7 separate regions of the Mus musculus genome follow, and regions 2, 3, 4, 5, 6 and 7 are each linked to region 1. A link is a contact called in public promoter capture Hi-C data. All regions are on one chromosome and are shown on one strand. The core of a region is the stretch at or near the end of the contact, and the rest is flanking DNA. Distances in the headings are between cores, read along the strand shown. Region 1 holds the start of Syngap1 (synaptic Ras GTPase activating protein 1 homolog (rat)). Region 2 holds the start of Brpf3 (bromodomain and PHD finger containing, 3). Region 3 holds the start of Zfp523 (zinc finger protein 523). Region 4 holds the start of Tead3 (TEA domain family member 3). Region 5 holds the start of Tmem204 (transmembrane protein 204). Region 6 holds the start of Ppard (peroxisome proliferator activator receptor delta). Region 7 has its middle 7.7 kb from the start of Gm17801.

Evidence for each region. Promoter capture Hi-C pulls out the DNA fragments that hold promoters and counts their contacts.
Region 2: a contact with region 1 is called in a promoter capture Hi-C map of liver, with 2.8 times the contacts expected there. The contact joins the promoter of Brpf3 here to the promoter of Syngap1 in region 1. A contact is called at or near these places in 3 of 39 promoter capture datasets (liver and pre-B cells) and 1 of 115 datasets of contacts at active chromatin or transcription factors (embryonic forebrain).
Region 3: a promoter capture Hi-C map of liver shows a contact between it and region 1, with 2.5 times the contacts expected there. The contact joins the promoter of Zfp523 here to the promoter of Syngap1 in region 1. A contact is called at or near these places in 3 of 39 promoter capture datasets (the SN4741 cell line and liver), 1 of 484 Hi-C or Micro-C datasets (bone marrow-derived macrophages) and 1 of 115 datasets of contacts at active chromatin or transcription factors (pancreatic cancer cells).
Region 4: a contact with region 1 is called in a promoter capture Hi-C map of embryonic stem cells, with 4 times the contacts expected there. The contact joins the promoter of Tead3 here to the promoter of Syngap1 in region 1. A contact is called at or near these places in 1 of 39 promoter capture datasets (embryonic stem cells) and 2 of 115 datasets of contacts at active chromatin or transcription factors (astrocytes and pancreatic cancer cells).
Region 5: a contact with region 1 is called in a promoter capture Hi-C map of pre-B cells, with 2.5 times the contacts expected there. The contact joins the promoter of Tmem204 here to the promoter of Syngap1 in region 1. A contact is called at or near these places in 2 of 39 promoter capture datasets (liver and pre-B cells).
Region 6: a promoter capture Hi-C map of fetal liver shows a contact between it and region 1, with 2.7 times the contacts expected there. The contact joins the promoter of Ppard here to the promoter of Syngap1 in region 1. A contact is called at or near these places in 4 of 39 promoter capture datasets (fetal liver, liver, maxillary cranial neural crest and 1 more) and 2 of 115 datasets of contacts at active chromatin or transcription factors (embryonic forebrain and pancreatic cancer cells).
Region 7: a promoter capture Hi-C map of liver shows a contact between it and region 1, with 3 times the contacts expected there. The contact joins the enhancer-like site here to the promoter of Syngap1 in region 1. A contact is called at or near these places in 7 of 39 promoter capture datasets (the C10 cell line, the SN4741 cell line, hippocampal neurons and 3 more).

Annotation. Positions count from the first base shown.
Region 1 is chr17:26,939,407-26,943,159 of GRCm38.p6, forward strand. Syngap1 (synaptic Ras GTPase activating protein 1 homolog (rat)) reads left to right here and starts at 1,844. Exons shown (of 19, transcript NM_001281491.2): 1 at 1,844-2,112. The coding sequence starts at 2,046. Cuta (cutA divalent cation tolerance homolog) reads right to left here and starts at 132. Exons shown (of 7, transcript NM_026307.3): 1 at 45-132.
Region 2 is chr17:28,799,749-28,803,589 of GRCm38.p6, forward strand. Brpf3 (bromodomain and PHD finger containing, 3) reads left to right here and starts at 1,378. Exons shown (of 13, transcript NM_001081315.1): 1 at 1,378-1,613. Gm35883 (a long non-coding RNA gene) reads right to left here. Exons shown (of 4, transcript XR_003952337.1): 4 at 3,143-3,582.
Region 3 is chr17:28,175,703-28,179,665 of GRCm38.p6, forward strand. It overlaps Zfp523 (zinc finger protein 523), which reads left to right and starts at 1,494. Exons shown (of 14, transcript NM_001357995.1): 1 at 1,494-1,823.
Region 4 is chr17:28,348,930-28,352,732 of GRCm38.p6, forward strand. Tead3 (TEA domain family member 3) reads right to left here and starts at 1,876. Exons shown (of 13, transcript NM_011566.4): 1 at 1,680-1,876. It overlaps Tulp1 (tubby like protein 1), which reads right to left. Exons shown (of 15, transcript NM_021478.2): 15 at 2,586-3,073. The coding sequence ends at 2,940.
Region 5 is chr17:25,078,633-25,082,853 of GRCm38.p6, forward strand. Tmem204 (transmembrane protein 204) reads right to left here and starts at 2,482. Exons shown (of 3, transcript NM_001001183.1): 1 at 1,632-2,482. The coding sequence starts at 1,911. All of the region lies in intron 18 of Ift140 (intraflagellar transport 140), which reads left to right.
Region 6 is chr17:28,230,375-28,234,428 of GRCm38.p6, forward strand. Ppard (peroxisome proliferator activator receptor delta) reads left to right here and starts at 2,380. Exons shown (of 8, transcript NM_011145.3): 1 at 2,380-2,490.
Region 7 is chr17:25,279,828-25,283,746 of GRCm38.p6, forward strand. No RefSeq gene overlaps it. Among named protein-coding and RNA genes, the nearest start is that of Gm17801, 7.7 kb to the left of the region's middle. Within about 2 kb of position 2,419, at least 63 of the 459 cell types and tissues checked have an H3K27ac peak or open chromatin away from gene starts, as enhancers often do. A contact at or near this core is called in liver, where this site is marked.

The sequences.
Region 1 (3,753 bases), core at 594-3,093:
ACGGACGAAGGACCCCGAGCCCCGGCGGAGCGGCCGCCTCTTACCTGCAGTAGCCACGTGACGCGAAAACAGTGTGCACCACGTGACAGGAGCAGCCCTGCCTTCCCGGAGTCTCCAGACCTGGCCAATCCCGGCCCTCAAGTGGCCCGGTAGCCCCGCCCTCTTAAGTGGGCGTGGCGTCGAGCCCTCCGACCAATCGGCAGCTTTATCTGAGGTCGTGCGCCCCAGCGGCCCGCCCATTTCCGTGAATCCTCAACCGGTTGCTGGCAGGGGAACGCCGCTGCGGCGACCCGCCGTCACGTGATGAGGCCTGTCCTTTCAGGCGGCGCCGCCTCAGGAGCAGCGAGCGGAGGCCAATTGCTGGCCGGCCTCGCGGTCCACGTGACGTGAGACCTGGCGACCCGCGCTGTCGCTGCGTCAGGCTGGGGCCGGGGAGTTGTCCTGAGCTCCGGAGTGTGCCTAGTAACAGCCCCCCTCCCTCCCCGCGCTGACAGGCAGCCTTGGGTGGGGACAGTTCCCCCCACCCCCCGCCACCGCCCTTGCGTTAGCACCGAGCTGAGAAGCCAGCTGTCCCTGGGTAGGGGGCAGTGATCAGGCAGGCTCAGACCTGGCACTGCCGTGGCTGGGAGAGGAAAGACACCTTTTCAAAGCACTGGGTGACACCTGTAAATGGGCTAGTGGGTGATGGAAGATACCCAGAGCCCAAAGCTTCGGACAGAGGCTGACAAATGAGTGGAGAGGAGAAATGAGAGTTGCAAGTTAGAGTTCAGAGTGTGACCCTGTTCTTTCCCCCTTGCTGACTCTTCTCCCCAGGACTGGCCCACCTCTCGGTCTTGGGTCTCCTTACCTTCATCCATTCCCCCAAGGAACCAGGACCTGCCCTACATAACCTCCCTGGAGCCTAAACACATCCAGTGACCCAAAAATGGAGAGGGGACCAGTGAGAGGACAGAGAAGAGGGTGGAGACAGCAGGAAAAAGGGCCCTGCCGCCCAAATATTAGCCCTCCCTCCAAGGTCTGGGGTCCTTGGCATGGGTGGCTCCTGTTAGGCTTCTGCATTTTCTTGAGTTGGGGGGGGGGTTCTCAGAGATCCTTGTGTGTGTAGGTGAGGGGTTGGGGGTCCAATATTTGGGTCCTGTGGGGGTGGGGGTCCAATATTTGGGCCCTTCCTAGGGTCTGGGTTACCTGGGGAGTTGTTTCAGGAAATTGAACCTCGCAATCGGTCACTAACTCACATCTTTCAGATGTAATGTATTTTAGATCTCTATGTGGTCATCTTCATCTTTGGGTCAGCCGAATGTCTCCTCCTTCATCCCCAAGTTTGCAGTTTCTTTGAGATACGAATGTGGGGTTTCTTACCTCTAGCTAGATTCTAAAATTTAATTCTGGCCTGGGGCACTTTCTAATATTGGCTTCATCTTTTTCTTTGGGTCTAGGTCTCTGTTTTGGGTCTCCCAAACTACAAGTCCAGGGTTCGAATAAGATTAACATGGGTCTGGAGAACCTTGCTGACACTAGAGTCTCATATTCTGGTCCCTGACTCCTTTCTTTAATTTAGGGGGTGGGGTCTGAGCTCAGAGGTCTCTTTCCTTCTAGATTTGGATCTGTGAGACCCAATTTGTTGAGTATGGAGGTGGGGGGGGGGTGAGGTGGTGAGTATCTTTCTCTGGGTCTGGGGTCTGTCTGAGGGTCTTGGGTCAGCTTCTACGGGACTTCCCTGGTGTGTATGAGTCAGGGGTCCCTCGTTCTCTCCTTTTCCGGGTCTCCCTGGGTAGGGGTGGGGGCTGCAGTCTCTCCCTCCTCCTCCTGCTCTCTCTTCTCTAGCTCGCTTCCCCCGCCCCCCCTCTCTCTGCTGCCGCTGCTGCCGTTGGCTCTTATTCTCCTCCTCCTCCTCCTCTCTCCTCCTCTCTGCTCCTCTCCGCTCCTCTCTCCTCCTCTCTCCTCCTCCTCCTCCTCCTCCACCTCCTCCTTCTCCCCCTTTCTCTCCCCCTCTTTCTCTCTTCTTTTTCTCCCCCCGTCCCCCCGCCCCCTCCCCCTCAGGCCTGATGAGCAGGTCTCGAGCCTCCATCCATCGGGGGAGCATCCCCGCGATGTCCTATGCCCCCTTCAGAGGTACGGTGGTGGTAAGGGGAGGGGAGGGCCAAATGGGGGGGCAAGAGGGGGAGGGGCAGCGGGCGGGGGAGGGCCGGGGCCACCGAGGGGAAGGAGCGGCTGAAATGGAGGGAGAGGGGAGGGTCGGGAAGGCAGAGGTGGGAACAGTGGGAAAGGAGGGATTAGAGGCATAGGGGTAGGATAGAGGGGCTGGGACACGGGCCTTTTCAAGGGGGCTGAGGGGAAGATGATGGAGGGGAAAGCGCGTCAGAAAGGGATGAGAAGGGAGGACTGAGTTTGGGGAAAGGCTGCAGAAATGGTTTGGATTTGGGAGCAGAGTGAGGAAGAAATTACCAAGGAAGTAGAGGCATGGTCTTGGGAGAGGGTAGGGGGGAAATGAAAACACAGGCGGCATGAGAGACCAAGAAGGTGGGAAGGGAATTTGGTGAGGGGCTCAGGGTGGTAGGACTTAGGAAAAGAGAGGAGGATGGAGGGAGGGAAGGGGCCAGATGGAGAAAGAAGGTGGCAGTGGGGGGGTGTGGGGGGTCCAGATGGAGGGAAGAGAGGAGAGAGAAAAAGGATTGGGGGAGGGGACACCAGAGAAGGGGGAGGATCAAGTGGTTTTTTTTTTTTTGGTTTGGGGGGGGGGATGCAAGTAAGATTGAGGGGTGGGGACAAGGGCCAGATAAAAATCCTGAGGGTAACTGGCCCTCATTAGGACTCTGGAGAAGTGAGATGCAATCCCTGAGTCTCATTTGCTTTCTTAATCGCTTTGACCCCTTCCCCCACCCCACCTCTTCTTTCCAGTCCCCCTCCCTGCCTCTGCTGTCCATCACTTATATCTTTCCCCCCATATGGTGTCCGTTTCTTATATGAGTCCCCCTTCTGTTCTTCCCCTGTATTGGTCCCTATCTCATATCTCTTCTCTTTCCCTCCCTCTCTTCTAATAACTACCTTAATACACCACTGCTGCTCCTGGGCCCCGTGTCTCAGATCCCCTGACAGGTCTCTCTCACTCCCTCTGCCCCATGTTGGCTGAAACCTTCTGGTCCATTCCCTTGCCCTAGGCAAGCAACCACCATCTTTACCATCTTCCTTTTCTCTTAGGTTCACGCTGTTACTTGTCCCTCAGCTCACCCTCTGTTTCCTATCCCACTTCCCATCTTGTCACATGGTCTGTGCTTATTTCCTCTTATTCCCCAACCTGGTGATTCCTCTCTTCTTGTCCCCTCTGCTTCCTGGGGTGATAGAGATTGGGGGGGGGGGTTACCAAAACACAGGTTTTGATCGTTGGAACAGGGCTCTAAGGAATTCCCCCATCTTGGACCCTTGTGGAACTTCTCATTCCAGTAAAAATTTCCCATTTCCCTGTCCTCTGCCATGTTCCATTGCTTCCTAGGGTCATTAGTATTCTTAACTATAGAATCTCTCTGTGTGTGTGTGTGTGTGTGTGTGTGTGTGTGTGTGTGTGTTGTACCTAAGCTAAGATTCCCTGTGTCCCTTTCCTGTTCCCAGTAGAACAGTGTCCCTTGAGGTCTATCCTGCTTGCCCAGCTGCAGCCTAGAGCAGCTCCTCTGTTGTGTTTTGGTTATATGTATTAACAGATTTTTCCCCTGGATACACCATGCGTTGAGATGTACTAGGCCTCAAGTGTTTGTGATC
Region 2 (3,841 bases), core at 128-2,627, 1.9 Mb after region 1:
TGGCTCCACAAGCCACGCCCTTTCCTTCTTAAAAATTGGTTATTTTTGCAGTATGTTATTACCATCTATCAAGAACACACTCCTGTAAGGAAACCCAACTTCCATGCTTCACTCAACTGGTAAATTCTCAACTCTTAGGATGCTGAACACCTATACTTCAATGTAAATAAAAACACAAGGTTTGGGCCGTGAGAAATGTTTATTCTCTACTCTTTCAACTGTAGTACCCAGGTCCTGGATACCAGAGCCAATCGAGCAATTGAAAGTCTCACCAGCCGTTCGTGTAGAGGAAACGCTTTCAAAATATATCATTCATCTTCATCTTCGATAGCAGTTTATCCATATATCCTTTATAAGCATCATTAAGTATTGGTGCTTAAGATCTCTGTCACGAGGTAAGCTTTCAAATTTATAGGTACATGCGCTCGTGGAGGGGCAAAGGGACCTTTTCTTCTATTTATTTTTTCTTTTATTAGAACAAAAGGCAGCTTGAGTACACTTCAAAGTCTGGGAGTTGCTGTTTGACAGGCAGGCTGCCTTTGAGAAAGCCGTTCAGTGCATTAAATTAACCGACTCCTGGCCAAATCAAATTCAAGGGGAAAAGTATTTCCCATGCCTAGAGTGACAAACGGAATTACGAGGCACGCTTAAGCAGACTGTCAAACTTTTATGTTTACTTAAAAAAAAAAAAACTCCACACAGATGGAAAAGTCTGGTCCGTGGCAGCCTTGTGTGCCAGGAGAGGCTCACCTGTACACACACCACAGGCACGGGTCTTTCCCGGGCTGTCCGCACTGGGGGAGGGGATGGGTGGACATCGCTAGACCTTTGTCCCGGGGGCCTGGGGAGGGACGACTTTCTGGAGGCTTCGCAGCCACCTGCACTCTGGGAAGCCACACACAGTGTGGCCCTCCGGGGTCGTCCTGGGGCGAGCTTTGTGGGTGGGTGGGAGCATGGGCGTTCCCACCTCGGGGGCGGCGGGTGGCCCCACGCTCTGGCTGGGATGGGGTGAGCCACCGCTCCGTGGATTCAGAGTGGGAACCCCGACTAGATCAGCTCTGGGACAGGCCCAGGGTGAAGCGGCCCCGCCGCGTCCGCACCGCCACCGTGAGGCCGTGCCGGGGACGGTGCCCCGTGGAGGTGGCGCTGCCGCTTCGCGCTCATCTCCCCGCCCGTCTCCCCGCCGCCGCTGCCGCCGCGCCGGGCTGGGCTCGGGCGGGGGCATCCGCTCCGGTCTCCCCGCGCTTTCGCGCTCCCGCTTCGCGTGCGGCGGCTCGATCCGGGGAGGGAGTGAGGGAAGGGGTGGAGGTGGCGGGGGGAGGCCGAGGGGCGGATCCTGCCTGGGGGCTGATCCCTCCCTCCCCTCGGCCGGGCTCCGTGGCGGGCGGCAGCGGTGGTGGCGGCGGTGGCTCCATTCCCCCTCCTCCCCCGGGAGAGGCGGCCGGGCCCGGGGAGACGGAGCGGAGGGCCGGAGCGGGAGGAGGCCGCGCTCCCTCAGCCGGGCCGCGCACGGAGCTGCTCGCTCGCCCGGCCCGCTCGCCCGGCCGCTCACCCGGCCGGCCGCGCTCGCGCTCAGGGGGCCCCCGAAGCTAGGGGCCCGGCCGGCGGCTGAGGTAAAATGGGGGCGGCGGCGGCGGGGCCGGAGCGAGCGGGGGCGGCGGGGGCCGGCGGGGAGCGAGCGCTGCGCGCGAGGGGGCGGCCGGGGCGCACAGGGGTGTCCCGATGGGGCGTGGGGGTGACGCGCGACCTCTCCCCCGGAGCGAGGGCGGCGACGAGGCCGGGAAAAGCGCGCGGAAGGGAGCTGCAAAGCGAGGACCCCCTCCCGCACCCGCCATCTTGTTTCTCCCCGGTCCTGGCAGCCAAACGGCTAAGCCCCGCCCTCCCCGTGCTCCCCTATTGGCCTGGCTAGACCAGAGTCCCGCCTTCAGGGGCCGCCCTCGGCGCACGGGTTCCCCCTTGACGGGCAGGTTGGGCGGCCAATAAGTGCTTGCATCTCCGCGTCCTCCCCCCCCCTCCCCACCCCTCCGCCGTTCGCTGGCGCTCGCTTTCTCTGTGAGGGTCGGACTCTGCGTCTATCTGTGGTGCGCCTACCCTCTGGGTTGTTTTTTTTAGGGGGAGATATTTCTCTTTTTTCTCCTTCGGGGGGTGTCGTGAAGATTCCACTGGAAGAGGAGTCCCTTTAAAGGGACAGAGACCTTGTCTGGAGTCTTACCTGGTCTCATGAGTCCCTTGTGTGGCGTGCAGGGCGGGTTCCGTCCAATTGTTGAAACTCCTCATTCGGGGGCCAGGGTGAGGTGGTCGAGTTGGGGATCCCGGGTCGCTAAGAACGTCTCTGAAGGGGGCTGTTGGGGGTACTCGGCAGTGTGTGTATGGGAAGAGTTGTGTACGTGAGGAAACTCCCGCCAAAAAAAAAATACCAACCCTGGTCTAGTTGTTAGCTCCTTGTAGGCGAAACTCTTGGTTTCCCCTGGCAGTAGCCCAGCTGGGTCCCATGGGTTTGCCCCCTGTGATCGCATCGCGGGAGCCCCGAATGGGGATGGAGACGACTTCTGAGACTACAGGATGGGGTTCTTGTAGATTCTTCAAAATCGATACTGAAGTGTGTGTTTCCTCTCCAGAGGCTGCTTGCCTTTGGAGAATTGGGGAATGGAATCTGTTGGCTGGGACTACTTTTGAGACCTTGAGGTTGGTACGGGATCTCGTGCCCTCAGGGCTTCGGGTTGAACAGAAGTGCGGTAAAGGTCCTTTAGCTCCAAATGGTGGTGTATGCCTGCCTCAGGTTGCTCCACAGCCAGGTTAACTTAAGTCACACCTTGGGACTGAGAGGCCTTTACACTGTGGTTGTCAATGGTGACTTATTGATCATCCTTAAGAAGTAGATATTTCTGCCCTTGCTTTTATTACATTTTTATTTTTTTTAAATTTTATGTGCCTGGGCATGTTGCCTGATATATGCCGGGTTCCCCAAGAATTCAGAAGAGGGCTTCCAATACCCTGGAACTGGAGTTACTGGAGTTGTGATCCACAGTGTGGGTGCTAGGCATCCTCTTAAATGCTGTTATTTTTCCAGCATGCATATATATATATAATTATTATTATTAAACAATATGTGTATTGGTGTTTTGCCTAGGAATTGAACCTGGGTCCTCTGGAAGAACAGCCAGTGCTCTCAACTGTGCTGAGCCATCTCTCCTATGAACATTTTACATTTTTAGAGGGTCTCGCTATGTGCGTTGCTAGTCTGAAATACTATATAGATCTGCTTGGCCTCAAATTCCACAGAGAAGGCAGTACTTAAGAATAGCGCCTCTGCCTCCAGAGTACTGGGCTGGAAAGTGTGCTAGTACACCCCACCCCACACTGTTTTATTGATGCACTGTGGAGGCAGAGAAATTCAAAGCTTTGTCCAGGTTACACAGGAGCAGGATTAGAACCTAGGTTGGTGCAGAACATCCTCTCTCTAGAGCTCTCCGAGACTCTTGGTGTTTGTAGCCTCTCAGCTTGCTAGGAGATCTGGATTCACACATTTTTCTGAGCTTCTGTTTTCTCGTGGCTGAAATGGAGATGATGTCTGCACAGTCTCTTGAGGTAGTTGTGAGAAAGATTAAAAAGAAAAGGCCATTGTAGTTTGTTAAAGTATGCTGAGTATAGCCATCCTATCTTAGGTCTTCCTGGTGAGGATGGCCTTGGTAACTGCCTGCAGCTGCTCCTTAGGGGCAGAGAATGCTGGGGGAAGCACCCTGGGTAGATTAGATACAAGTATCAAGGGAGAGAGATTTCTGTGGTAATTGTAGGTGGAGAATTCGCCTCAGATAACCCCCCAATCAACTTGTCCTTGAGT
Region 3 (3,963 bases), core at 244-2,743, 1.2 Mb after region 1:
AGTGTATATAAGCAAGCACTGTCTGTGTGTGTGTGTGTGTAAGCATGCTACCATGTGTCTTTGGAGTTCAGAGGACAACTGGGGGAAACAGGTTCTCTTTTCCCACCATATGGGTTCCAAGGATCAAACTCTTGCCAGCCCTGATGGTGAACTCTTGACCCTCCTGGTTTCACCTCCCCAGTGCAGGGGATTACAGTTGTACACCACCGTGTCTGGCTTTCTTGCTGTATTTCTAACCAATAATCCGTGCTATAAAACCCTGGAAAGATCCCATGTGTGTCGTGCTAGGATGGCAGAGCTGGCTCTAACTGGGTATATACTAGGGCACCAGGTGGAAATTCCAGTACCACACTGGGACCTCGGGGTTAACATGCCCGTGCCAAGGCTCCTCCCCCTTCATCTTCTTATTTTTAATTGGAAGCTTATTTTCTCTCAATTTCTGAAAATATCCTGAACCACAATTCCTCCCTGCTTGGAAGAGAGATAATAAAAAGAACTTTTAAAGTTAGGTGTCAGGTGTAAAGATGAGGCAGGAGGATCACAAGTTCAAGGCCACCTTGGGATCCACAGTTTGAGTCCAAAAAAAGGACAAAACTATGGAAAAACAGAGAAGAAAGGGGGCACTTGGTTTTGTTCCTCACACTGCTACCCTATCAAGGGGACCTGTTGGTTTTGGGGAGCTGATGGAGGAATGAATGAACGCCCAAGAACCTGAGAAGACTCTCGGGGCGTTGTCCCTCAGGGGTCGACCATCAGAGTGTCATTTCTCAGGGAAGGCAGTAGAAGGAAGCAAGTGTTGTCAGGGAACCTTCCTTCAGAGAGAATCATCCCTCAGGAAGATGAGTCGAGCAGAGGGGAACGTCAGGGCCCTTCCTCAGGGGACAGGATGGGTGCACCATCCCTCATAAACACTCACGTTCCCCAGGGCATATGGGAAAAGCCAGTACTGCAGGGAGAATTGTCCCGCAGGAAGGACTGTCAGGGCTCCATCCTTCATAATGCTGTCCCCCCACCCCCACCCCTCGGGCATCTTCCCACAAAGTGCAGGAAGGATTGTCCCTCGGGGTGCAGTCCATGCAGAAGGACCATCTCTCACGGAGACTGTCCACAGGGAGGACCGTCCCTAAGTCCCTCAGGGTGCTGAGCCCCAGTTCACCTTCTGACAGAGCGGGAGAGAAGCGTCCCTTAGGGTGAAGTCCCAGGGGGAGGACCATCCAGCAGAGATGACTGTCGGGACGCCATCCCTTGGGGCGCCGTTGCACAGGGCGCTGGGAGGACTGTCCCTCGGAGTCCCATCCCCTCCAGGCGTCTGGTCACCGTCCTCTGCAGGAACCACCTAGAGATACCTGCAATGGCTTCCTCCCGAGCAGCCCACCGCCGCTCGATTTTTTCCCCCGTTGCTATGGCGACCGCGGCTTCCACCCGGCGTCGTGACGTCATCACGCCCTCCCCGGGCGCCCGGGCTGGCGAGGCCGCGTCACCCGGCGGCCAGCGGAGAGAAGAGCGAGGCGGAGCTCCGAGGCTCGCCTGAGGAGACTCGGCGGCCTGGGCTCCGGGGCCCGGGAACCGGGATAAGCAGGCCGGCCGCCGCGGCGGAGGGGGGCGGGCTGGAGCGTGGCCCCGCGCTGGTCATCCGGGTTCCGGGGCCCGGCGGAGGCCGCGCCGGGAGCGAGAGGGAAGTGCGGCCGCCCTGGAACCTGGATATCGCGCGAGGCAAGCCGCGCGCGGGCGGGCTATGGCGCAGGCGGGTTGCGGGGCCGGCGCTGGTGGCAGGGCCCGGTGCATGGTGGTCTGTCGGCGGAGTCGCCCTCGGGGGCTGTCAGGTTGGTGGCCGCGGGAAGAGTGGGTCCACCGTGCCCCGAGGCGGGAGGCTGGGCGAACGCGGGGCCCCGGGAAGGTCCGGAGCCCGTCGTGCCCACCCTCCTCGGTCCCTGGCCTGGCGGCTGGGCCTCCCTGGACGGCGGCCTGGCCCCACCCCCACCCAGGGTCCCTGCCCCTCCATCCCGCCCTGAGACTCCTCCCCCAGGACTCCCAAACCCCGCCCTCCTCCTCCTCCTTGACCCCATACACACACTCCTGACCCCCAGACCTCACAAGGCGACCCCCAATTCATTGAGTGCTAACCCCAGCCCTGCTTCTGGACCCTCCAGTCTCAGTGCTGATACAATCATTACATGGCTTCCAAGAGGCCCGTAGTCCCTAGTGACCCCCTAGACTACCCTCTGTGGGCACCCCTTAGTCCTCTCCTGGCTTCTGCAAACCAGACTCGGGCTGTTTCCCACCCACTCATCCACATAACTCGTGATCTTCGCCCCGTAACACCATGATCATCTCACCCTCCTGACATCCCTCTTTAACCCCCCCCCCCGCCCCCAGCCTCCAGTGTCAATCAGCACATACATAACTTATGCCCACTGCCATGCCACCGTTGTGGTGATCAAGAGTAAATGGAAATGAAGTATCATTTGAGGCAGGAAAGGATTCTAGATTGAGTGTGTGGTTCAAGTTCAAATTCTATCATGTTGAGCTTTGGAAACCTTGGTGGAGGTCCTTTCCTTACGGTGGACTTGAGTTTCTGATCAGAACTGTGATGAGATTGAGTTTGGTGATTCCCCAATGTTTCTTTCTATTAAAATTCTGCAATTCTTAGTCAAGACAAAAATAGCGAACTTTTTTCTACGCTGCCTCAGAAATGTAGTCCTTGTAACCTCACCCTCCCACCCCCACTCCCAACCTGGGTCTACTGGCTTTACCGAACAGTATTTCTTCATTCCTGTGATTGTCTACACTCTGCCCCCTCAATTGGACTCTATCAGTTTGTAAAGCCGTGCAGCACAGAGCTTCCCACTGAGTTGACATCATGAGCTTGGCCCTTCAGCTGGGGAACTTTTGGCAAAGCATTTAAAGCCTGAGGTAACAGGTGCAGAACATTCAGGACCCTTCTGCCTCACAGGAAACCTTTACCTTTATGGTAGAACAGTTGTTTTTAGTGAAGGTCTAACTACTGGGTGCTGGAGATGCCACAGACACCAAGCATATGGCCCACGCCAGTCACTACTGCTGCCATCTTGGAATCCCTGTCCCCATCTCTGATGAGTGCCTTACCTCTCACTTGGACCTTTTTCACAGCCCCTTAGTAATGATCCCCCTGCCCCAGAAACTACTGTATGGCAAACTTTATTTATATAGATTAACTAGACCTCTCACAGGCCAGACCTATTAGCTCTTTCTGTCACCACTCCCTCCCTGCCTTTTCCTGAGAGTTGCTTTAAATAAAGGAATCTGGAATTGATACATTTGAACTGACCATGCTAGAAAACCCACCCACTCGGTTGTCTCTCATATCCTGACTTCCTGGTTTTCCAAATTCTCCTCAGGCCCTTGCTCCTTGCTTTCCAGGAATTCTTAAATTCAACCTTCGCCCATCTAATCACCCTCAAGGGCTTCTTCTCCTTGTCCCATGACTAAGTAACTTTTCTCACCCTCTTCATGACCCTTGACCTCTTATCCCCCCAAGACCCCTTGCACCTTATGTGGAAAGGACACCACACCCTTCTTTAAAACCCCTATCTGAGGCTCCTGTAACAAAGGGCAGATTAACAGGCGAAAAGCATCGCAGTTTATTTAGTTTAACTTACTCGATGCGAAGCTTTCAGTTAAGGAGGTGAAGACCTGAAGATTAGACCCATGCATTTTTATTCTAGGCTCGGTGAAGATGGAAAATATAAGACCAAGAAAATGCAGTAAATGGGGGAGGGGGTGTAACATATCAAGCCCCAAATGTTCAGGTTCTTGCCCATGACCCACATCCTTAAAAGGGTGCTTTTTTTCCCTCTTATGTTGGGTACGGGAAGGCACAGAGGATCTTAGGACCTGCTTCAGAGGAGAAGATAAGAGAGACCTTGCTTCTCACGTCCTCAGATTGCCAGCGTTTCTGAACCAAGTTAACCCTATCGGCTGTCC
Region 4 (3,803 bases), core at 626-3,125, 1.4 Mb after region 1:
GATGGGCCTGTGGGATGAGGGACCAAGCACCTGAAGAGCTACCAATACAGTGGGCAGCAAACCAGAGACCCAGCTCCTGCCCTTGGTGGAGCTATCTTTTTATGCGTATTTCTTTTCTCCCGACAGCAGAACTAGTTAGGGTCTAAAAATTCAGTGATGGTGGATGAGAGACTCTGGATAGACACACACCTGTGTGTGTGTGTGTGTGTGTGCACTCAAAAGATTTCCTGCCAACCACTGGCCATTCTGTTCCCCAAAGTGCTAATTAGCATTAATTACAGTTCCCTCCCTGGAGGTGGGGAAGGCCTGGCTTCCAGCCCCTCCCTGAGGAGGGGGGTAATTCAGTCTCCTGTCCACTCTTGGCCCAAGGGATAAGTAGACAGACCCTCACCCTTCCCATGAAGGAAGAAAAGGCTTGTCAGACAACGGGGAAGACCAGAGTGGGAAGGGAAGACCGGATGCCCTCAACTGCTTTAACAAGTGTCAGGAGAAGGAGGTCTGGGGACTAGGAAGGGCAGAGGCATAGTCCTTACACCTTCAACTAATAGCTGCTTTCCCTCCTGGCAGCAGCCCGCAGCTGGTTGTGAGTGTAGGGGTGTCCCAGACCCCAGCACTGAGGCAAAACCCTGTGTGTACAGATCCAGGCTACGAGAGTTCAAATACACGGAGCCACCATGGACACCAGTCCCTCAAAGCTGTGTCCAGCCCCCACCGCCATCCTCCGGGCTAGGCTACAAGTCCAGGCCTGACTTGGTTCTGCCCCTACCTGGAGAGAGCTCGAGATACAGAGAGAGGGACACAGGCCCTGAGAAGCCCGGCCCTAGGCTTCGTTCGTTCCCTCTTGCTCTTTAAAAAACTAAGCCCTCAATCAGGGCCCCTGTTGGGGGGGGGGGGGGGGGCGGGTAGAGTAGGGGCTAAAGTGACACTGCCCCGAAGGCCTGCTGGGGCTAGAAAACAGACCCACATCAGCGCTCCAGCCTCCCTTCCCAGGCAGGAATAAAGACGTGACAGACAATGGAGAGGACCCGAGTGGGAAGGGAAGCCCTGTCGCCCACAATTGCCTTAACAAGTTCTCCGGAGAAGTGCGGGGAAGGCCCCAAATCCAGCCGCGTCCCGAGCGAGGCTCCTGGAGCAAGGAGCTGGGACTCGCCCCGAGGCGGGCGGCAGAACTGTAGGGGACAGGCGTCCCCCCACGCCTTTGGGTGCGCACACGCTCCGGGCTCACACTGTGGCTTCCAGACACCCGGGCCGGGTCCCAGCGCAGCCGCGAGCAGCGCGCACACCGGCGCGCCCTGGCTAAGGCCTGCGTGGAGCCCGGGGCTCGCGGGCTCTCGGGAGTCCAAAGGGCGCCCCGGATACGAGTCCCGGCGCAGGCCTTCCAAGCCCGCGGCTCTGGGCGCACACCCCGGCACACGGCGGGGCCAGGCCCGGGCACCCGGGACACTCCGGGCTTCCCAGCCTCCGGGTCGCGGGGGGGTGGGGTGGGTGGGCGGGGCTTCCCGGAGAGCGTCTCCCCCCTTCCCTCCAAAGTTCCCGGCACCCAGGTCCTGGGCTCCGGCGCGGGCTGGACAATAGCTCAGAACCCCTAGAGTGTCCCGGGTCCCCGCCATCCAGAAGCCACCCGAGCAGAGCAGTCACCTCTGCGCGCGAGGCCTCCGAGTTGCATTCCCCGGGCTTACCTGCTCCGAGCTCCGGGGGGCGCTCCGCCGGGCCGCTCCGCCGGGCCCGAGGGAGTAGTGAGGGGGGCCGGGAAGGGGGGTCGTGGGCAGGGGGATGGCCGGAATGTACGGAATGAGCCCGGCCGGAGCGGGAGGTGCTGGGCGCGGAGGAGGGAGCGAGCGGGACGGAAAGTTTGTGTTGAGGGAGCCGGGCGGGGGGTGGGGGCTGCGGGCGGGAGGGGCGGGACCGGTAGGCGGGGCCAACGGCGGGCGGGCCCACGGGTGGGCGGTGCTATTTGGGGGGAGTGATCTAAGGCGGGCCGGGGCCTGCTGTCTCTCTAACCACCCAGTCCCAAGAACGCCCGTAGCTGTGGATTCACACTCCCGCGCACCCCATTCCTCGCTCGTCGTCTCAGAGTTCCCACCTCCCCTACACAACCCCCTTGTGGGTACTCCGCTGAATCTAGAGGGATCAGGTCTGGGGCGGAGCCAAGAGGAGAGCTCTGCCCCCTAGGCTGAACTCCTTGGAGGTGTTTAGGGTCCTGGGGAGCCGCGTCCTCCGCATCCAAATGACCCGAGCGCGCACGGGGTCTCGGGCTCCCCACCCTTCTACTCGGGTCCCGGGCAGCCCAGGCCTCTGCAGCTCCCCTCCCGCCCAGAGCCCGCCCCCCACTCCGGGGCCTCAGACTTGGCTCCGCCCTGCCCGGACCCGGTTTGTCTGGTTCTCCCCGAGTGGCTTGTTTCTCGAATTTCTCCCTTTCTCCCTCTTCCTCTACCTCTAGGGCCCTCCCTCTCCTCCCTACTGGCGGAGAGTCGGGGGCCCGGACCCTGTGCGCTTGACGAGGTTCCATAGAACAGAAGGGGACGCGGGAGCGCGGGGCCAACGCAGGCACCTGAGTTTACACACATGAATCCAGAAACTACCGATGCGTTCAGCCTCGGACGTGACTTTATTGGGGATGTGGGTCCCTGGCTCTGCTTCACCATCGTCCCCTCCCCACCCCCTACAAACCCCCCAGCGCGGGGTCGGAGGGGCCTCGAACATCTGACTCCGGCTCTCTGACAGGAAGTGACTGGGGAGGAGGGGGCGAGGCAAGTACTTTTGGGCGACCAGATGTTCATCTCCATCCCCTCTGCCTCAGCCGGTGCCAGGCTGGGGGAGTGGAGGGGGGAAATGCCCGGAGGTCACGGAGAGGGGTGAGCCCTTCCATGGGAGCTGTGGGGGAGGGACCTTGCCACCCCCAACCGAATGCTTTCCCAGCGCTGAGGAGCTGTGGGGGGTCACTCGCAGGCCAGCTTCCCGTCGAAGCTGGAGAGGGCGATGGCGAAGGCCTGCAGAGCACACAGCGGGTACCGGTAGTCTAGGGTGAAGGCGTCCTCAGCCACGCGGCCGAACTGCAGCACTATATAGTCAGCTGTGAAGACAGACCGTGGGGTGACCTTGGACCCCATCTCGACAGGCAACCCCTCAACAAAACGAGGTCTTGCTCCTTGATGTGGAGTCATAGCCCCCATGCAGCTTCAGGCCACCTTCCCCGTTCTGGGTCATCCAATCAGCCCAACCCAGCCGCTACAGGGTCTGTCACACGGAGTCCGCAGGGCAGGGGCCCTGCGGGGTCTGTCACACGGAGTCCGCAGGGCAGGGGCCCTGCCTTATCATCCACCACCTGGGGCTACAGTAAACCTGTAATCTAGCAGTACAGGGAGGGACCCTGTCAAACTTGCCCAAACCAGAACCCTCCCTCACCGAGTTTTCAGTTGTCTTTTGGCCTCATTCCTCTGGCCTGCCCATAAGGCTAACCTTTGACCGCAGTTCAGACCCTTCTCCAACCCCAGGCGTTCCCTCCCTTAGCCATTAGCGCTGGACTCAGGCCTCTCCCGTTCTGATCAGGGCTATCAGCAGCAATCAATCAGCCACCCCCCTCCCCTTTCTCCCTTTTCTATCTCTTCTGAGACTAGACTTCTTGTAGCCAAAGCTAGCCTTGAACTCCCCTAATCCTTTTGCTACCTCCCTCCCAAATGTTCTGGCCTGAAACTCTCTGAGGATGAAGCTGGCTACCTTAAATCAATCAATCAAACCAACCAACCAACCCTCTACCCCAGCTCTGGTCTGATGGCAGACCAAGCTTCTACAGGAACTGGCTT
Region 5 (4,221 bases), core at 1,232-3,731, 1.9 Mb before region 1:
GGCTACGATTATAGTCATCTCCCACCAGCCACTCTTAGGAAACTACTTTAAATTGTCTAGGGATCTTATGCAGAGCAGCAGGCTCACATAGGTGGGAACCTTAGGCACAGGTAAGGGGGAAGATGAGGGGTACTCAGGGCAGGCGCAGCTGAGGCTGCCATGCTGCCACTTAGATGTGGACAAGGAGGAAGGTATAGGGGCCCTATTCGTTCTATTGGCCTGACCTCTGGAGGTGCAGAGTGGGAAGAACAGATGTCTACACAAGATGTTCCTGGGATGACCTGATAGAGCACAAAAAGCGGGGAAAGGAGGCAGGAGTGTGCACATATCACAAGGCATGGTTGGCCTCCTCAGAATCTTTATGGCCTGGAGTGGGCTGGGTCTGGAATTGGCTATTCTCAGAGCCTAATGAGAGGCACTAGGTAGGAGCTCCTGCCTATACCTGGCCCCACCCCAGAAGACCTGAGGCTTCTAGGACTGGGCAAACCACAGCCCATATGAGAAGCTTAGGGAAGCCTTGAGGTTACTAGCTCTCCTGCTTAGGCAGAATGGTCATAGGATGCACAGGGAGAGCTCTCCATGGACACATGACAGAGACCCACATTGAGACCCTTGGCCTCCCACAAGGCATCTAGCTCCTCAGAGTGCATTCATCTTTGATCTTCTCAATAAAGGGCTCCCTGCCTGTCAAGACCCAAGGAAAGAGGCCGAGCTGTCCCGTGGTAAGCTTGGGTGCCTCTGCTCGCAAGAGGCGGGTGGTGTTCCCCTGCCTTGTCGGCAAGCCCTGTGTCAGTCATGACCAGGGCTGAGGTGGTTGCACTGGGCACATTGCTCAGGATTTCCAGGAAGTCCCCTTACACTGAACAGATGTTCACCTACGTCGCATGCTTTCTAAAGACCAGCGTCATCTCCCGACAGCCGCCATCTGACCTGTAGCCTCCAAGGCAGTTTGTAGGAGACTGGGTACTTGTTAGACAGACCCTCTTGTCTGCTTTAGGGGGTCATTACCAGGAAAGAACTCACATGTCAGCAGATGTGTCGATTTTAGATTGCATCCTCATATTTATGAGGCCCTTTATTCTCGTACTCTCAAACAGTGCATGCTATTTAAAGAGACGTTTCCAACTCCCAGGGTAGTGCATAGACCCCAGAACAAGAGAGCTGGGAAAGGAAAAGGCCACCATGGGCGTCAGGGAGGTAACACTCTGCCCTTTGCTGCTCTGTGCCTCCTCTGGTCTCCCGGACATCCCAGCCAGAGTCTCCTGCACTGTCCGAAAGGCCCTGACCACCTCAGCCGTTAAGACAGAACTCAGCCACATGTTCTCACACTTCTTGTTTTCCTTATTAAGTAATATTTCTTTCTAACCAAGGAAAAATGACTTGCTTTGATTAGGATACCCATCTTTCATCCTTCAGCCACATGTAATGGCAGAGAAGGAGCCTCCAGCCACGGGAGTGACTTCTTGTGAAGGAAGCCACAGACAGAGTCTAAGCTGAACAGTGGAGCTCTGTAGCGTTGCTTGTCAGGGTGGGCAGGAGGTGCAGGTTCCCTGCTGCCACCCTCAGCATGGACGGACACAACCTCCCCTCACCTAACCACTGGAAGGTGACAGAAAAATAACAAGACTTACGTTTGACGGTGCCTCGGGACTCCTGGAAACCTGCTGATTCCGAGCCCCATCCTAGAACCTCACAGTCATGGGTGTCCACCTGCCCAGTTCGAGTCCCAGGGCTTGTGACTCCCTTACCCCTGTCCACCAGCCAGCAAGACTTCCACAGCCCCACACTCCGCTTGCGTCCGTCCTCCAGCGTCTGGTACACCCAATTGGGGGTGAAGGCTGCTGCGTTGTTGAGGATGAGGGAGACCAGGGCCACCAGCACAGCGGTGGCCACAAGCTTCTGGAGAGTCATCTCTGACTTCCAGGACTGTCTATCTCGGAGAGTTCCAAGTCCCAGTCAGCCGCTGTGCATCCAGAGAAAGCCAAGATGCTGCTAGGGGTGGCTAGAGGACATCAGCACTCATCCTTGGGAAGCTATGCGGCAGCTCCAGCCCGGCACAGGAGGATGTCGCCCATGGGACGGGTCCAAGAGAGCTACTCACAGCCCTGTCTTAGCCTGCCTCTTGAGCCTGGAGCAGGGACAAGCCTGTGCTGAAGCTGGTCTCCCCAAGACCCATTCCAGGGAGAAATCTGGGGCACTGGCTGCACCAGCGAGAATCCAGAGTTGTAAGTGGGTCGTCTTCTTTGGAACAGAGGCCAGGGAGGCTGTGTCCACAGTGCCTCTTGCCTACAGCAGTGGAAAATGGACAGCAACTCGGGAGGCAGGCACAGCGTGGGAATCAGCCAGGTTACGCGCCTCAGAACGGGCTGTGGGAGCCAGTCTGATGGAGGAACAGGGTTGTGGACGCAGTGTGGGTTTGGCCACCTCTCTGCTATGTATCCCGTCTTGGTATCTCTGCCACAAATGGCAGGTCCTGAAAAGCAGAACGCCTGCCACAAGGAAGCATGTGTATGCGCGTATGTGTGTGAGCTCCCGTTTCCCTGTCTCTCAGCAGAGAGGAAATGGTTGTTTTTGAGGCTGTTTTTGGTGAGCAGGAGGGCGTAGCCAACTGCAACAAATAGCAGCCCTGCCACAGAGCCAGACACTAACAGGATGTGCTTCCTGATGGGAAAGGCCTGGGGAGACTTCAGAGGCCTGCTCCAGCCCACCACTGGCTGCCCCTCCCCATCTTCCTGTCCCATAGGAATAGTCAGGGATGCCAGCCAGGACACTCATCTTCTTACCTGTTGCCGTCAAACCTAGCCAGCTGTGCTAGGTCCCGGACCAGGGGATGCTGCAGACAGCACGGGCAGGCAGAATCCTCAGGGACTAGGTGTCCATCCATCCATCCATCCATCCATCCATCCATTGCCTAAGGCATGATAGGTGCTGTGAATCCCCAATGTCTAAAGCAGTGGTTCTCAGTCTGTAGGTCATGACCTCTTTGGGGGTCAAATGACCCTTTTACACGGGTCACCTGAGACCATCAGAAAACACAGATATTTGCATTAGAATTCATAACAATAGCAAAATTACAGTTGTGAAATAGCAACAAACTAATTTTATGGTTGGGGGTCACCACAACATGTGGAACTAATGGCAGGACAGAGTAAGGTGTAGAGGCACCTGAGGCAGGCCACCATCTGCTGACAGAGATCCATTCACCTCAAGGGAGCAAGTGTACTCAGACCTTACAAGGAAGGGGAACCTTGAGGAACCTCTGCAAGGGGTTGTTCTTGGGCTGGCAAGAAAAGGTGGGATTCTGTAAGGGGTTGTGCCACCAAGCAGGCTGGATAGCTGATGTGACTTCTGAGCAGCCAAGTTTGCTTACTAGCAAAGTGCTCGCTCCCCTGAGGCTGGACAGAGCGACTGTACATTTGCTCTCCTTCCTCATAGCGCTTCAGCTCTGGTAAATAAAAGCCACCAGGTCTGAGACTGTGTCCCGCCTCCAGAGCCTCCCACCAGGGTTCCAGAGCTGCATAAATGAACACAAGAACGCAGGAGCTGTGGGCTGAACCATCTCAAACACACGTACTGCACCGCACCGCACCGGGCAGGATTGGGACAGCCTGGTGCTGACTAGTGCACTGGCCGGGACAGGCCGGAACCGACCTTTCCTGTCTTCATGAACTGACATGCTGGGCCACCCCCTACTTCCTAGTGTGGCTGCCTTCAATCACACGTTCCCATATATAGTCAGGCTCCTGGCACTCCTTAAGTTTACATTCCAAAAGGCAAGGACTCTGTCTCTGTCCAGCCTTTTGACTGTCAGCAGTTCTGAGAATGTAAGTCCTCTGAGGAATAATATGATTTTTCACCCTCAAGTTTGTAGCAAGTGTCATTGTGGCTTATTTATATTTTTTATTCTTATTGCTCAGGGCCTGAAGGAAATTTACGCTTCATTCCAGGTCTCTGGGCCAGCCTCCCTGTGGGGTATGTTCTAAGTAGGAGGGACTTGACAAGCCGTGTGGGGTGCCATCTACCCTCAGCTTGTGCTATGACTCCGAAGGCACTTAAGTGGTACAGCTGTCATTGTTTCTGCCTGTGCCTCCCCCCAGAGGCAGAATTAGGGTGCAACATCTCCTACACAACACTTCAGAGATGAAATATTTGAAAGGAAGGTCTCCCAAAGTCTCCGTTAAGAGAACATCTATTTTCCTCCTTTATTTTTTGGGTGGTTAG
Region 6 (4,054 bases), core at 1,130-3,629, 1.3 Mb after region 1:
AGCATCAAACCCAATGATTCCTTACCACGGGCCAGGGGTTTGCCGTGAGCTATTATCTGGGAAGGGTTCCCTGCTTTCCTGGAGTTTGCTTGCTATCTCATCGCAAAGGTCACAGCCTTGCAAGTGCACCCGATGCACTTTCAAGGAAGTTTGTGACATTTAAAGTGTCACGAAACTCCTGCTAGCGCTAGCGTGAGGGCACAGAGCTGAGGGGTAGGAGGTGAAGTCCGAACTCCATGTGCTATGGGATAACTAAGGGAAGCAGGTCCCGCCCCACACTAGGAGTGGAGGCTGCCCAGGCTTGCCTGGTCTGCTGTGTTTCTGCAGTGCTGATGATGGCAGCTGATGGGGTGGTGGGTCTGGATTTGGACCTGGGAGGAGTTAGGGGAAGGAGTGAGCATGACTATGGTCAAAATACAAAATGGGCAAGTGTGAAATTCTCAAAACCAACATTAAGAATCTAGCAGAGGAGTAGAGTTCTTGCTTAGCATGAAGCCCTTGTTCCATACTCAGAGCCACATAAACTGGGTCTAGAGGATTCCAGCATGTGGGAAGTGCAGGCAGGAAGGTCAGGAGTTCAAGACCAGCTCGAGACCCTCCACCAGAGCTCTGCCAGACACAAAATGGCAGAAATCTCTGACTTCCCCAGGCCATTTTTTACTACAGTCTTGGAGGACAAGGGAAGTGATATCTAAAAACTTAATACAAATTCATTTCAAAAGCAATAGAAGGGAGCTAGGGAGAGAGCAGGAAAGTTAAGCGCCTCTGCTGTTCACGCAGAGCAGCCAGCGTTCAGATCCCGACACACAGGGAAAAGCAGGGTGTGGTCCTGTGAATTCCTGTAATTGCAGAACCAGGATAGCCCAGGCTTGATGGCTGACAGCCTATCCCACCAAACCAGAACCGCTCGTGCATGCATCAGGAGACCAGGCCTCAAAGGAAAACCGTGGAAACCTATCCTTGGAAGACACACAGTACCCTTCTCTGTCCTCCAAGTGCACACGCGCACGTGCGCACGCGCACACACACACACACAGACACACACACTCGAAAACAAAGCAGAAAAAAAGTGGTGTGGGGTTCTCCAATCCAGCGAGCTAAGGATGCACTGTAAGGAGTGCCAGACCGGGCAGAGGTGACCTTTAATGGCGGTGTGGAGGAGGGAGGTGCCTGCTGACTTTCCTGCCAGCCAAGTTTTGTTCATTCTAGGATGATGAAACCAGCCAGTGACAGATTGCCTTCTGGCTACATACTCTCTGTGGTATATGATGAGTTGGGGTGACAGGCAAGCCCAGGTACAGAGTTCTTGTCTTGTCTGGTCCCTGACATCCAGCGACAGAAATCTCAAGTGGGAGAAAAGTTCTTTTAAAATTTGTTTTCTATTTGGCTTCACAAGGCCTATAAGCACAGGCTGGCCCAAAACTTTCTCCATTGCTAAAAATGACCTCAAACGGGTCCTCTACCTCCTGAGTGCTGGAGTTAGAGTGCCATCATGCCTTCCAGATCTTTCTTTTTTCTTGTGTGGGTGTATATGAAAGTGCACATGCGGTGTGTAGAGATTGGAAGATAACCTTCAGGAGGCAGTCCCAGGGACTGAACTCAAGTCTTCAGGCTTGGAGACAAAGCGATGACCCGTTGAGCCATTGAACTAGCCACCAGTTAAAAAATTGGGGGTGCTGAAGAGATGCTTCAGTGGTGAAGATCGCGCTTGCTACTCTTGAAGAGGCTCGCTTCCCAGCATCTACATGGAAGTTCTCCATTGTAACTCCACTTCCAGGGGATCCAACGCCTTCTTCCAGACTCTGCAGGCACTGAACGCACATGGTGCAGAGACAGACATGCAGACAAAACACTCTGACATATAAAAATAGATATTTTGTAAAACGTATGCGTCTGTATTTTCATTCCCAAGTCTCCCACCATATGCCTCTCCCAAGCGCCTCTGAAAATTACAGTTTGCCTCTATTCCTTCCCCCACCGCCCTTAGCTTTGCTTCTTGCTTCAAACCACACAAGTCTATGCCTAGTTTCTTCTCAGGAAGAGTGAGGAGGTTGTATTAGATGACCTCCACCTTCTTTCCGCGCTTTAAAGCTTTAAATATCGTTTCGTGAGGCTTGCTTTGACCAGCCCTAACTTCTCCCCAGCGCTTTCCTCAGCTGCTGCTCCCACGTCTGACTGCAGAGGGCGCTGCAGACGCGCCAGGGCAGCTGTGCAGTGGGCGGAGCGATGGCTGTCAAAGGAGTGGCTCCAGGCGGCGCGGCGATTGGCTACTGCTATGGCGGAAGGGGGCGGGGGCGAGTGCTTAGTTGTGGGGGAGGGAGCCAGCGGCGCGGTGACATCACGGGGCTGGGGGCGGCGCCGGGGCTGGGAGCGTGTGACGCCGCAGGCCGCGGCGGACCTGGGGATTAATGGGAAAAGTTTTGGCAGGAGCTGGGGGATTCTGCGGAGCCTGCGGGACGGCGGCAGCGGCGCGAGAGGCGGCCGGGACAGGTCCGTGCGGATCGGGAGAGGCCAGCGCGGCCCGGGCTGAGGTGGATGGTGGGGTCAGGGGCTCCGAGAGCCGCTTTCCGCGCCTCTGCGGCTCGTCTATGCTCGGCTTGCGCGCTGAGGAGCCACCGCTGGGGTCTCCACCGCAGGGACCCCTGTGGTTGCTCGGAGCCGGCCTCCCTCCCTCCTCCCACCCACCCTGATCCCTCTAAAGCCCCGTGGCTTCATCTCCTCTCAATTCCAAAGAACCCCATGTCACCTCCCTTCTGACCCCCTTTCTGAGCGCCTCCCTTGCTGTCCCGCTACCCAGGCCCTCCTTGGAGATCCTTCCTGCCTCCCTCGATAGCCTTCCATCCTTGCCCTGTCGGTCAGTGCTCTCCTCCTCTCTGACCCGTTTTCGGGTTGCCCTATCCCTCCCCATCTTCTTTAGGATGTTGTGAGCCAGTCCGGTTTATCCGAGCCCCTTCTATCCTGGCTACCGGCAGAGGCCCCACTTAGGCTCAGCTCTCATCTCCTGTCCTTTTCACCTCCTGTCACCCGACTGCCTCGCTTCTAGTTTTTTTTTTTTTTTTTTTTATGCCTCTGCTTGAGGAGAACCCAGAGGTGCACGATAGGCTTCCGTTTCACCTTCAGTTGAGCTGGGAGTGGGGTGTTGAGCGCCAGCTTGACCAGATTTGTTCGGGTCACAGGTTTCACTGGGTGTTGTATTGGGAGGGATGGCCAGTTGGTAGGCCCTCGTAATCTCAGCTTTATAATACTTCCCCTTTATGAGTCTGTTGACTTCCAGGAACCCTTGGGGGAGACGGCTCTGAGTTGGGTGTGTGCCAGGGGTAGCCAGAGGCTTCATATAACTCTTTTCACCCTTTCAGGAAACAGGACTCATTTGGGATATTATGGAATGTATTTAAACCATGATACGGTGCCTTCCACGCACTGCCCTTTTCCATACAGCTAAGAGCAGAAGCTATGCCCTTGGTTTTTTTTTTTTTTTTTTTTAAAGATTTATTTATTATATGTAAGTACACTGTAGCTGTCTTCAGACACACCAGAAGAGGGTGTCAGATCTCGTTACGGATGGTTGTGAGCCACCATGTGGTTGCTGGGATTTGAACTCCGGACCTTTGGAAGAGCAGTCGGGTACCTCTTACCCACTGAGCCATCTCACCAGCCCTGCCCTTGGTTTTAAACTTGGTTTTTCCTCCCTGTACTGGCTCTAGAATGTTTGCTTACAAGTTACATTTATTTATTTCTGTGGGGTGTGGATGTGGGGTGGGGTGTAGGTCAGAGCACAGCTTACTGGAGTTGGGAGGTGGCTCTCTCATTCGATATTGTGGTTCCTGGAAATAGACTCGGGTCATTAAGGTATGATGACAACCACCTTTACGTCCTGAGCCACTTCACCAGCCCCAGAATACATTCCCGTTTTAGTTTTTCAATGGATTGTGGGCCTGCTAGCCCTGGGGCTGTTGGGCATCTGTTCCCTTAATCTTGGGGTCTTGGTCCAGCGACTGAGTTTACCTCCTGTCTTTCACTGACGGAATGTGCCTCTTGTGTTGGTCACTGGGCA
Region 7 (3,919 bases), core at 1,169-3,668, 1.7 Mb before region 1:
TCTTCTGTAGGCTGCCAGTAGAAGGGTCTCGTCCACACTGGGTGGAGCTTCAAAGTCCACCTCCACAATGATGCACTTCCTCCAACAAGGTCACATCTCCTGATAGTGTTACTTCCCGTGGGCCACGCATATTCAGACCACCACAGTCACAAATTGTCAATGGTCTTGGTCACTGAGGAAACAAAATATAGAAGGTCAGATTTAGGGATCGCTTTCTCTCTTTCTTTTTCATCCCTCTATCTTTATCTCCTTTCTAGTATTGGAGAGAAAAGGGGGGAGGGAATAAAAATAAAAAAGAAGGGGGTGTAGGAATGATAGGCTACAAGGGTAGATTATTGAATATAGTTTTAGACTAGAAAACAACTACACGTTTCAAATATATTACATTGGTATGAATTTTGTATATTGATAGAAATTTAAGGTTTTTTTTTACTATATATATAGTGTATATATGGTTTTGCTCTTAGGTATTATACCTATGTGACTCATTTAAAAATGTATTGTAAATTTCTAGTCTTTGAAAGCTACTATTACATACTGTTTATGATAATTAAGAAGTACAAGTTACTTGTCAATCAAAATTGTGGTCTTACTAGGTACCAATTTAATTAATTACAAAAATAAGCTTTATTTAGCCCCCTGTAGATTTCAAAGTTAAGCTAGAAACAAGCAATATTTGCCTATTCGGGCATACTTTAGATAGATAAATGGTCTTCAAACACTTCAGAGATCTACAGAATATGGCATTTAAGATGTTTTAAACCCTTTAAAACAAAAGGGTTTTCATGACAATGAGATACTTCAGGTCTTGGCAGCACCCCCATACTCCTTCAATAGAGTATGGGCATTGAAGTATGCTCCAATATGGAGTTTGTTACAAGTGTGGCAAAGAAAATGCCCTTTCCTCAACTGCTGACAGCATGCTGTCTAAAGCATGGGCAAGCAGGACACTAGGAAGTCAATTGACCAACTTTGCAGAGTCAGGGTAGGCCAGTCCTTCATAATCCTGCTTCTCAGAAAAATCTGTCAGATATTCTGGGCCTGTAGGCTGAAGATGGGTGCCCCAGCCCCACCATCACAGAGCAAGCTTGGGTTCCTGTCCAAGCAGCCAGCGGTCTCCATCATTTCTACAGTTTTGGAAGCTGCTTGCTCTGCATTTCCTGTACTTGGGCAATGTTTTCTTTCTCAGGTCTCTGATGGGGCTGAAGACTAGTTACTTAGAGTCTCACAATTAACCTGAAGTTGATTAGGATTTAAGAAAATATTTTCAGGTGTAAAAAGATTTTTTTTTTTTTGGTTTGTAATATAAGAAATGATAAAAAGCAATTTAGGAGGTGGGGCAGTGGTGGCACATGCCTGTAATCCCAGCACTTGGGAGGCAGAGGCAGGTGGATTTCTGAGTCCGAGGCCAGCCTGTTCTACAGAGTGAGTTCCAGGACAGCCAGGACCGCACAGAGAAACCCTGTCTCTGAAAATAACAACAACAACAACAACAACAACAAAAAGAAGCAATTTAGGTTCTGAACTCGGGGCTTGCCAGGGTTGGATAGGGAGTGGCGTACTTTCTCCAAGGCTACCAATACAGATGGACTAGACAATGGGAACGTAATTCTTACCTGATAGTTCTCATAATTGGTTTTTTTTTTGTTTGTTTTGTTTTGTTTTGTTTTTTTTTTTTTAGAAGAACAGGTATCATATCTTTCTCTTATATGAATTTCCTGGATTTTTTTTTCCATTTTTTATTAGGTATTTCGCTCATTTACATTTGCAATGCTATACCAAAAGTCCCCCATAGCCACCCACCCCCTCTCCCCTACCCACCCACTCCCCTTTTATGGCCCTGGCGTTCCCCTGTACTGGGGCATATAAAGTTTGCGTGTCCAATGGGCCTCTCTTTCCAGTGATGGCCGACTAGGCCATCTTTTGATGCATATGCAGCTAGAGTCAAGAGCTCCGGGGTACTGGTTAGTTCATAATGTTGTTCCACCTATAGGGTTGCAGATCCCTTTAGCTTCTTTGGTACTTTCTCTAGCTCCGTTTGTTTTGTTTTTTTGTTTTTTTTTTTTTATTCTTTGAGACAAGATTTCTCTGTATAGCCCTGGTTGTCCTGGAACTCACTCTATAGACCAGGCTGGCCTTGAACTCAGAAATCCGCCTGCCTCTGCCTCCCGAGTGCTGGGATTAAAGGCGTGCGCCACCACTGCCCCGCTCTCATAATTGTTCTTATTGTATATAGCTTATTGCTGTTAGAGAAAATCCTTTTATTGGACTAAAAGGGGGAGATGTTGGGATTTCCTTTTTGTGCACCGTGTAAAGGGTGTCTATTATTTAAGTGCCAGTTGCTGTACTGGCAGAGAGCTGGGCACAGGCTGGACTTTGGTACTGTTATCTGTATTGGATCATCACCCGCTTTAGCAGTTTGTAAACAGTCACTCCCCTTGCCTTCTGATTGGTTTAATAAAGATCTGGTGTCAGTAGGTGGGCAGGAGAGGAAAGGCGGGACTTCCGGTCGAGATAGGAACTCTGAGGAAGAATTGAGAGGCGGGAGATTCGCCAGCCAGCCAGGCATGGAGGAAATCGTACATACCAGGGCTGAGTGAGAGGTAGCAGGCCTCGAGGCACACACGGACTAAAATAAACGGGTTGATTAGGTTATATGAGCTAGTTGGGAAATAGTCTAAGTCATAGTGCCTAAGCTTTCATAAATAATAAAAGTCCGTGTCATTCAGGAGCTGGTGGGTCAGAGACACTCTGGTGATCAAGGTTACCATCCAGAGCATCTGAAGAACTACAACTCAACAGCAACACCTTTTCTAGCCCAGATCTGGATGTCTTTTGCTTCCTCCTCACACTGAAGCTATACCACTGACTCCAGGGTCTGTCAGCCTCGGCCGAGCAAGGAAGGTAGCCCTTCCTTTCTCTCTGTAATAGCCAGCCTTGGTTGGTTGTCAACGTGATTTAGAATTACCTAAAAGCCAAGCAGCTGGGCTCGCCTGAGAGAGATTTATCTTGACTGGATTTGGGACGACTAAGATATTGTTCTGTTACTGTGAGAACCTGGGGCTGGAGAGATGTCTCAGTAGTTAAGGTCACTGGCTGCTCTTCCAGAGGCTCTAAGTTCAATTTCCAGCAAATACATGGTGGCTCACAACCATTTACCCTGGGATCTGATGTCCCCTTCTAGTATGCAGGCATGCATGCACACAGAGCACTCGTACATAATAAGCAAAAAACAAAAAAACAAAAAAAACCCAAAAACCCACCATGACCAAGGCAACTTATAAAAGGAACCAATTAGGGGCTTCCGTACAGTATCTGGAAGCTTATAACCTCATGCACAGGCAACAGGCAGAGAGAGAGAGAGAGAGAGAGAGAGAGAATCTTGGCCTGGCCTTGGTCTTGGCGCCAACAAGGCCACACCACCTAACCCTTCTAAAACCATGGGGATAAGACATTCAAATATATGTGTTTATGGAAGACATTCTCATGCAAACCACTATAAAGACCATCCTAAACCTGGAGCATTCGAGGTGGGAAGAGCCACCCTAAATATGAGCCACATCTGATGGCAGCCCACATAAAAAGACATGGAAGAAGGAAGCTTTTGCTTTTTGCCTGCTTGCACTCACTCTTGTTGGCATATTCATCTACCCCGCAGCTGAGGCGTTACTTCCCTGCTATTAGAATCCATTTCTTCAGGATTCTATCAGAAACTGAAGACCCCCAGAGACAGCTCAACAAACAAGCTGAAGGACAGACTGCTTATGCTGAAATGGACTGTTGCTGAAGGCAGATGATCAGGACTGCAGCTCTGAAGGATCATCGAATCAGCAGATCTTCATGAGGGCATTTGGACTGTTGGTGGGGTTGACACTTGTTTCTCTTGTAAAAAGTTAAATTGTACAATTTTTTAGTTTAT